2 separate regions of the Rattus norvegicus genome follow, and region 2 is linked to region 1. Evidence: chromatin contacts called from public Hi-C data. All regions are on one chromosome and are shown on one strand. The core of a region is the stretch at or near the end of the contact, and the rest is flanking DNA. Distances in the headings are between cores, read along the strand shown. Region 1 overlaps Tln2 (talin 2). Region 2 holds the start of Tln2 (talin 2).

Region 1 (3,486 bases), core at 848-3,347:
CAGTCCATCTGAGACTGGGAGCCCCATGTTCAATGTGAGGCAGAGAGTGACACCTAACATTGACCGCTGGCCTCCACATGCACATACACAGGTACATGTACACACAAACACAGCAAAAAATAAAGTCATATTTCACAATCTACAGACTGTTTCCTTAGGCTTTTTTTTTTTTTAAATATAAATCTAGCTGTATTTAAAGAATGGAGATCTGCAACCTCAGAGGTTAAAAGGGGGTTATAAAGTCACCTATATCCAAAGATACTGAATTCACTCACGGTTGACAGATCTGGCTGGGATTCTCCCCAGTTATTTGAGACAGTGTCTTCCTACGCAGTACAGGCTGGCCTCAAACCCACAATCTCATGCCTCAGCCTCCTAAGTACTAGGAATCATCACAAGGTAAAAAGTTACCTGTCAAGGAACTTGGAGGGAAAACAAACCATGACTAGTTTCTTCCTCAAGGAAGAGAGGAGAGAGGCAGTCATTTTCCCTTAAGCCTTCCTTAGGCTGTATTATTCCTGAAGCTTGCAGACTTAAAAAAAAAATCATGTAGTTTAAATCTCCCTCGACAGGCCAGCAAGGTGCTGGCCATGTGGCTGGAGAATCGAGACAACAAAAGACACGAAGACAGACTTCATGAGGTAAGGCAGGATGAGGAAGAAGACAAATAAAAGCCTGGGGAAAAATGAACCTTAGTCATGGGGCAGGGATTGTGCACAAAGGGGAGGTCTGAAGGAGGACATTCGAAGAGTCTCTGCTGAGTTTGATCCTGAATGAAGGCCGAGAACCTTCTGGATGAGACCATCAGAGAGAGGAAAGCTGCCATTTCTGTAGGCCATCCATCCTCCCTGTGTGCAGCTTGCTAGGTCATTCTCTGCCACAGCCTCTGTCTCAGGAGATGGGAAGAAACCTGTTTATCAGTATCCAGGGGACAGGAGGAGCCTCTGCTTCCTAGGGTCGACCCTCAGGAGACAGGAAAACAGGTGGCCAGCTGTTCCTACAGTCAGGGTGACGCACAGGAACACCAGGGGGGACCATGCTCAGAGGGAACAAGCCCTTCCTGCAGCTGCAGACTGGATTTCCATTCCAGCCCTAAGTTTAAGGAGCATCAGACTAACACACCAACCCCTGCATGGGGAGGAGTCAGATGAATGGTTCACAAAGGCTCTCCAGCTCCACACGACTTTGAAGACAAGGCCAGGGCCTGACTAGCCACACAGGAGATGACCAAGATGGGCATAAGACAGTACCCAACTTCTTCCCTACAGGGGCCACAAACCAAAGCTTGTCATCAATCCCAAGATGCTGAAATGGAATTCAGAGGTGAAGAAGAGATAACCCCAGTACTTTTTTCAGAAGCAGCATCTGTGCCCAGATCACCAAGGATTGCAGAGCCTCTCCAAAAGCAAGGGGCATAGCAAAGTTGACAGTGATGGGATGGGATGGGATGGGATGGGATGGGACGGGATGGGATAGGATAGGATAGCAAGAGAATAGTGATAGAATAGGCAAGTTATGGACATGCACAAAGCACAAGCATGGCTGGGCTGTTTGCCAGACTGAAAAGGACCGTGAACTTGAAGACTGAGGACCCCATTGCTCAATCTCCTATGTACTTAGATGGCCTGTGTGTGTGCACCTAACATCCAGTATCCAGCATCCATGCTGCTCTTGGTCCCTATTGGGCCCATTATATATATATATATATATACATATATATATATATATAGTTCATCTCTAGGAAGAACCTACGAAACAAGCAGCAATAGATGGGGCCCTAGCCAGACAATGCTTGTATCTCCCCGGGAGCTTGCTAGACCCCCGGATCTGGCAGACATCACAAAGGAGGTGCCAGGGCCACTGCACCACTGTCTTTCCACACATTCCACACCAGCACTTCCACTCTAGATGTTCCGAGTGCCTCCTGGGCTTTAAAACCCCTCCAGCGCCCCTTCACTGTCAGGCTGAAAGCTGGGCCCCAGGCTGAGAGCCATTTCCATCTGAGCTCCTGTTCTCAGTGTCACCACCAGGGGGCCTGTGGCTAGCTGGAGCCATAATTCTTTTCTGGTCTGTGTGGCCTTCTATAGCTGGCTTTTAAAAAGCCAATTTATATTCTGCCCTTCTTCTCACAGTCTGAGAGAGTGAACAGCTCATTAAAGCTGGAAACTACAACTTGGAAATGATGCAAAAAATGAAGGTAATAAAAGACATCAGAGTTCAGACACCTAGAAACTTCAATTGTCTTCCCCAAAGGCTCTTAGCAGAGGGGAAAAAAGTAAGAAAAAAAAGCATCCTTTCAAGGAATGGGACCAAACAGAACACACGCCCACTCTGTCCCACCCCATTGTCAAGGCAGGGCATTTGTTTACCAGAGCAAATACAAGTGAAATACAGGCTGGAGCAGGCTGATGAGAGGATAATTTTGTAGTCGCCTGTGGCTCTGGCTACCGTTTGCCACGAAATGTACCTGCTGCTCCAATAGTTCATACTGACTGTCACCTCGACAGGATCTCAGATTCACCCGGGAGACTGAGCACGACGAGTGCCTGTAAGGGAGTTTCTGGAATTGGGTTAACAGAGGCGAGAAGCTGAAGCTGTGAGCTTCTGGGCACCAGCGTTCATTGATTGGCTTTCTGAGAGTAGAAGCAATGTTGCCTCACAGTCCCTCCACTGTGACGACCCTGCCATGACAGACGGCATCCTCAAGCTGCAAGTCAAAAGAAATTCTTGCTTCCTCAGATGGTTCTTTCCATGAAGGCTAAGAACCGTCAAAGGTAGCTGGAGCTCATGCCCCATTTCACAGGCAGCAAAGCTGGGGCAGGTTCAGCCGTCTGAACACCTGATCGAGCAGGTAAACTATTAAAGTGCCTTCAATTGGGATTCAGATTTTTGAACTCCAACAGCTTAAAGACAGGAACAACAACAAAACAAACAACAAATCAAATGCAAGCCAAGTGCGTGCTTGATCTTAAGAGTGGGGGGGCAGAGGGGGGCAGATCTGTGGGAGTTCTAGGTCAGCAGTCTACATAGAGAGTTCCTGCCCATCCACAGCTGCACAGAGAGACCCCATCTCCGGATAGATAAATAATCAAAGCAAAATGAATAAAAATGCAGGCAGAATTGAAGCTTATCACCAAGTGCTCATTTTGAAAAGTTTCCCCTTATTCTGTGTTCCCCGAGTCACCTCTCAATTAGTGTCCCACTGCCCCCAGCAGTGTTACACACAATGTGACATGAAACACTGCTGCGGATACATGCAACAGCACAGAATCACAACATAGCCTTTGTCTGAAGTATGGTAAAATGAATGTGAGGCCGCTTGAGTGGGATGGCTCTGGGCTATCACTGAAGCCCAGTGCCCTGCAAATCTTCAGTCAATCCTACCTCCTGAGCTCAAGTGTCACAGTGGTGGCTATGGCTACGGCCATATTAGATCCCTGAAGAGAGTGCAACTGGAGGGAAGGGTGCTAAAATCACTCCAAACTT
Region 2 (3,758 bases), core at 675-3,174, 330 kb after region 1:
CACTACATCCGGGAGCTAGAACATAGAAAATGGTAATTCCCTCGACCAGGAGCTATCAGAATCAAAACTGGCACTAGGCGTACCACGGTGCTCTTAATTACGTGTTCCAGGGAGCGCTTCCTCAGGACACCATGCTACTATTCTTTGTGTCCCCCTACAACCCCAAACACCAGCTCACTCCTCTTCCCATTCTCTGGAAATTACCCGTACTTAGTTTTCATTAGCACTGCCTTCTCTCCTTCCATCTCTGCTCCATCAACAGCATCAAGAAAACAAGTTCTCTCGCGAGTCACCTGAAGCCCCGACTTCGGGAAACGCCCCCCTTTCCTCCACCAGCCCCGCGCCAGAGAAAACCCGGCACACAGCCGCTAGTGCTACTACTTCTGTCGCTTCCACAAGCTAGGAGACGACAGGAGGCTTCAGGCTGATCCACATAAGCCAGGCCCTTGGCCCATCTACGAACCGACTCGCTTCCTCTCCAGCCTGGAGTGAGCTCCCGCGCCAGGTGGAGCACCCCGCGATCCCCAGTGCTGGGGGCTGGGGGTTACTGAAGAAAACGCTCAGCAACGTGCGCGGGCCAGGGAGAGGCGGTGCGCACAGCTCCGGCGGAGCGCTGGCAGCAGTAGCTTGGGGAAAAGAGGGGCGTGTGCTCAGCGCCAAACTGCCCCAAGTGCTATGACTCCCCTGCACTGTGACACCCGCGAGCCACGTGCATCGGTCCCCTGCACCGCTTTCCCCCACCCCCCACAGACCCAGCCTAGACCTGGGTGACGCGATGCAGTCCGCGCGCCCTTGTGGGGACATCCACCTTTTAGCTCGCCCCGGCGCGCAAACTTTCCCAACGACAATCGCTCAGGCTTTCCCGGGGGGCTTCGGAAAGTGGGCGCCCCCTTAGCCTCTGTAAAAACCCACTGAAAATATGGCGCCCTTGAACGTCGTTCCTTGGGCCCCGAAAAGCCAGGCTCCATATCCCTCCCGATCCCCGCCGGCGCGAAATCTCGGCTCCTGAGGGTCGGGGAAGGAGACTAGAGGCCGCCGCACTGGGTCCAAACCCTGCCCTCGCTCTCCGCCCCGCGCTATCCCTAAGCGGTCCTCGGCCGGCAGCTGGTTATGGGCAAGACAGCCAGGGAAAGGGGGAGTCCAGCAACCCGCAGGTCTCAGAGTCGGGGGCTAGGAGGCAGCCCGGAGTGTCTTCTCCACAAGCCGAGGCGGGAGACTTGTTTGCAAAGTGGCGCTTGAAGTAGGGGCAGCCAGTGTTGGAATGAAGCCGCTCTGCTCTCAGCCAACACAGTCGGCGCCGGGGTCACCGCCCGAGTCCAGGGGGCTCCTCGGTGCAGACCCGGCCGCTTTTCCGACCCCGTTACCGGAAACCCGAGGACTGAGCCCGAGAAGGGATCAGCTGCCTAAGGCTAGGGATCAGCTCTCGGACTCCGGCTGCAAGACTGTTTGCAAACCCCAGCACCCGGCTTGAGTGCAGCGAAACCTACATGTGCAATAGACAGGTGCATTCATTGCAATTTATTTTTCTTTTCTTGCAAAGAAGAAAAACAAACACCAAAAACCTAGGATAGGCAATGAAATCTAGAAGCTTGACAGGGTTTTTCTACATTGACATCACTTACGAGATGCAAACCCGAGAAGAAAACCACCCACATATTCCTTCTAGAGAGGGGAGGGAAAAGGCACTGAAAAATCCCTGCAGCGCGCATGCAGGCTGGAGAGCTGGGCAGCGCCACGCGCCGCGCCTTACCGCGGGGATGCAGCTACTGTCTCATTGCGGAGCGCCAGCCCCCGAGTGCAGCCAGCTCCGCTCACGCTGCGCCGCCGCCGCCGCTGCCGCCGCCGCCGCCGCTGCTGCTGGCTCCGGGCGCGGAACCGGAGCCGAGGGCGAGCGCGAGCGCACGGCCCGCGAGCGCCGGGAGGGCAGGAAGCGCGTCATCACTGGGGGACGGCGCGGCGGAGCTCTCCACCCGGCTCCTGGGTGTCCGCACCTCGGGCGCGGGATGGGGGCGCGCGCGGGGCTGTGGTGGGGTCCGCGTGCAAGAGGCGCAGAGGACACCCCCGACTGCCCCAGAATCTTGGCCCGGCTCTGAAGACCGATGAGGCGGCATGGAGACCAGGCGTCTGCTGGCATGAGGCCTCTGAGTCTTCTCAGCGTCCCTCCTGGACCACGGGCTGGGTCCTGGAGGTTACCAGGCGTGGATCCAGCCCTAAGGGTGGCAGAACGGATGCCAGTCATTTGAATTTAGGAAACCATTCTTCCAGAAAGATGGACAGCAAAGTGGGTGTGCCTATTGCACTAAATTTTTTTTTCGAGACAGCATCACACTAGGTAGACCAGGCTGGGCCCAAACTCAAATTAATCCGCCTCCTTCAGTACAGGGATTAAAGACCTGCCTCACCAAGACCCACTGTATGGGTGACTTGCTTCATACATACATTCATTCATTTGTGTATCTTTCTATCATACCCTGGAATTAAGTCACTTATGCATCCCCTGTATTTACATGTGCTGGGGGATGTTGGGATGGCAGGGTACAAAGTGAAAATTATCCTAGTTGCCACTGTGAAGGACACAGGAGAACAAATCACAAAGTCCGTTTCCTTTAAAATTATGATGTATAGAGAGACACAGAGAGGACAGATAGAATAAATTAACCAAGGTGTTCACCCTGTGTTCCAGTGGTTTGTGAAATTGTGGGGTTTTTTTCTCTTTCTGCTTGCTTCTAGTTTTATTTTTAACTTTTATAATTTTAAAAAATTAATACGAAAAGGCTTAGATGGTTATTTTTCCTCAGCCGGACACAGAGTGACCAGGATAGACTTGTCTTCCCAAGAAGTAGAGAACAAATCTCTTCAGCTCCTCAAATGCGACTATAGCAGCATTAGTGTCTCTCAGCTTGAAATTGTGGTCACTGTACATCCAAGAGTGAATCAACGTTGTAACTTGAAACTATCTTCAAGGAGTGCTTTGGGACCTTGAACAAGCCTGGCATAATGGAGAAACTAGACGAGACTCCTGAGGGGAGGGTGTCAAACGACTTTCTCAGGGGTCACATATCAGATATTTAAGACAGTGGCAAAATTGCAGGTATGAAATAGCAGCAAAAATAATTTTATGATTGGGATAAGGAGGTCACCAAAACGTGAGAAACTGTATTAAAGGGTCACAGCATTAGGAAGGTTGAGAAGCAAGGTCTTAAGAGTAAAACATTGTAACTTACTTCCTTTGCAGTAAATACACTTTATCCATCAGAATCCCCAATCAGAAAACAAATTACTGGGCTGTTTGAGGCAGTCCTAAAAGTTTCAGGACAGACTTTTCCCTGCCCCATGAATAAACATTCCTGTTTCCCAGATCCTTTTAGGCATTGGCTAGGTTAGCAGAATAGAGGTGGCAAGCTATCTCATGGATTTTGAAAGCAAATGTTTATTGATTTCATTAAGACCTGGTAAGAAGCTTGTCCTGGCTGGTTTTGGTGACAACTTGACACCAGCTGGACTTAACACAAAGAAAGGAGCCTCCCTTGAGGAAATGCCTCCATGAGATGCAGCTGTAAGGCATTTTCTCAATTAGTGATCAAGGATGGGAGGGCCCTTTGTGGGTGGTGCCATCCCTGGACTAGTGGTCTATAAGAAAGCAAGCTGAGGAAGCCAGGGGAAGTAAGTCGGTAAGTAACATCCCTCCATGGCTCCTGCATCAGCTCCTGCTTCCTGATCTGCTTGACTTCCAGTCCTGACTTCCTTTGGTGATGGAC

Evidence for each region. A called contact is a pair of places that touch in the nucleus more often than the background predicts.
Region 2: a contact with region 1 is called in a Hi-C map of Schwann cells, with 2.3 times the contacts expected there. The contact joins the promoter of Tln2 here to the enhancer-like site in region 1. A contact is called at or near these places in 6 of 12 Hi-C or Micro-C datasets (the Rat2 cell line, Schwann cells, hepatocytes and 2 more).

What each region holds. Positions count from the first base shown.
Region 1 is chr8:76,805,729-76,809,214 of GRCr8, forward strand. All of the region lies in intron 32 of Tln2 (talin 2), which reads right to left. Among named protein-coding and RNA genes, the nearest start is that of Mir190, 75 kb to the left of the region's middle. Within about 2 kb of position 2,098, at least 4 of the 93 cell types and tissues checked have an H3K27ac peak or open chromatin away from gene starts, as enhancers often do. A contact at or near this core is called in Schwann cells, where this site is marked.
Region 2 is chr8:77,131,437-77,135,194 of GRCr8, forward strand. It overlaps Tln2 (talin 2), which reads right to left and starts at 1,925. Exons shown (of 59, transcript NM_001419941.1): 1 at 1,751-1,925.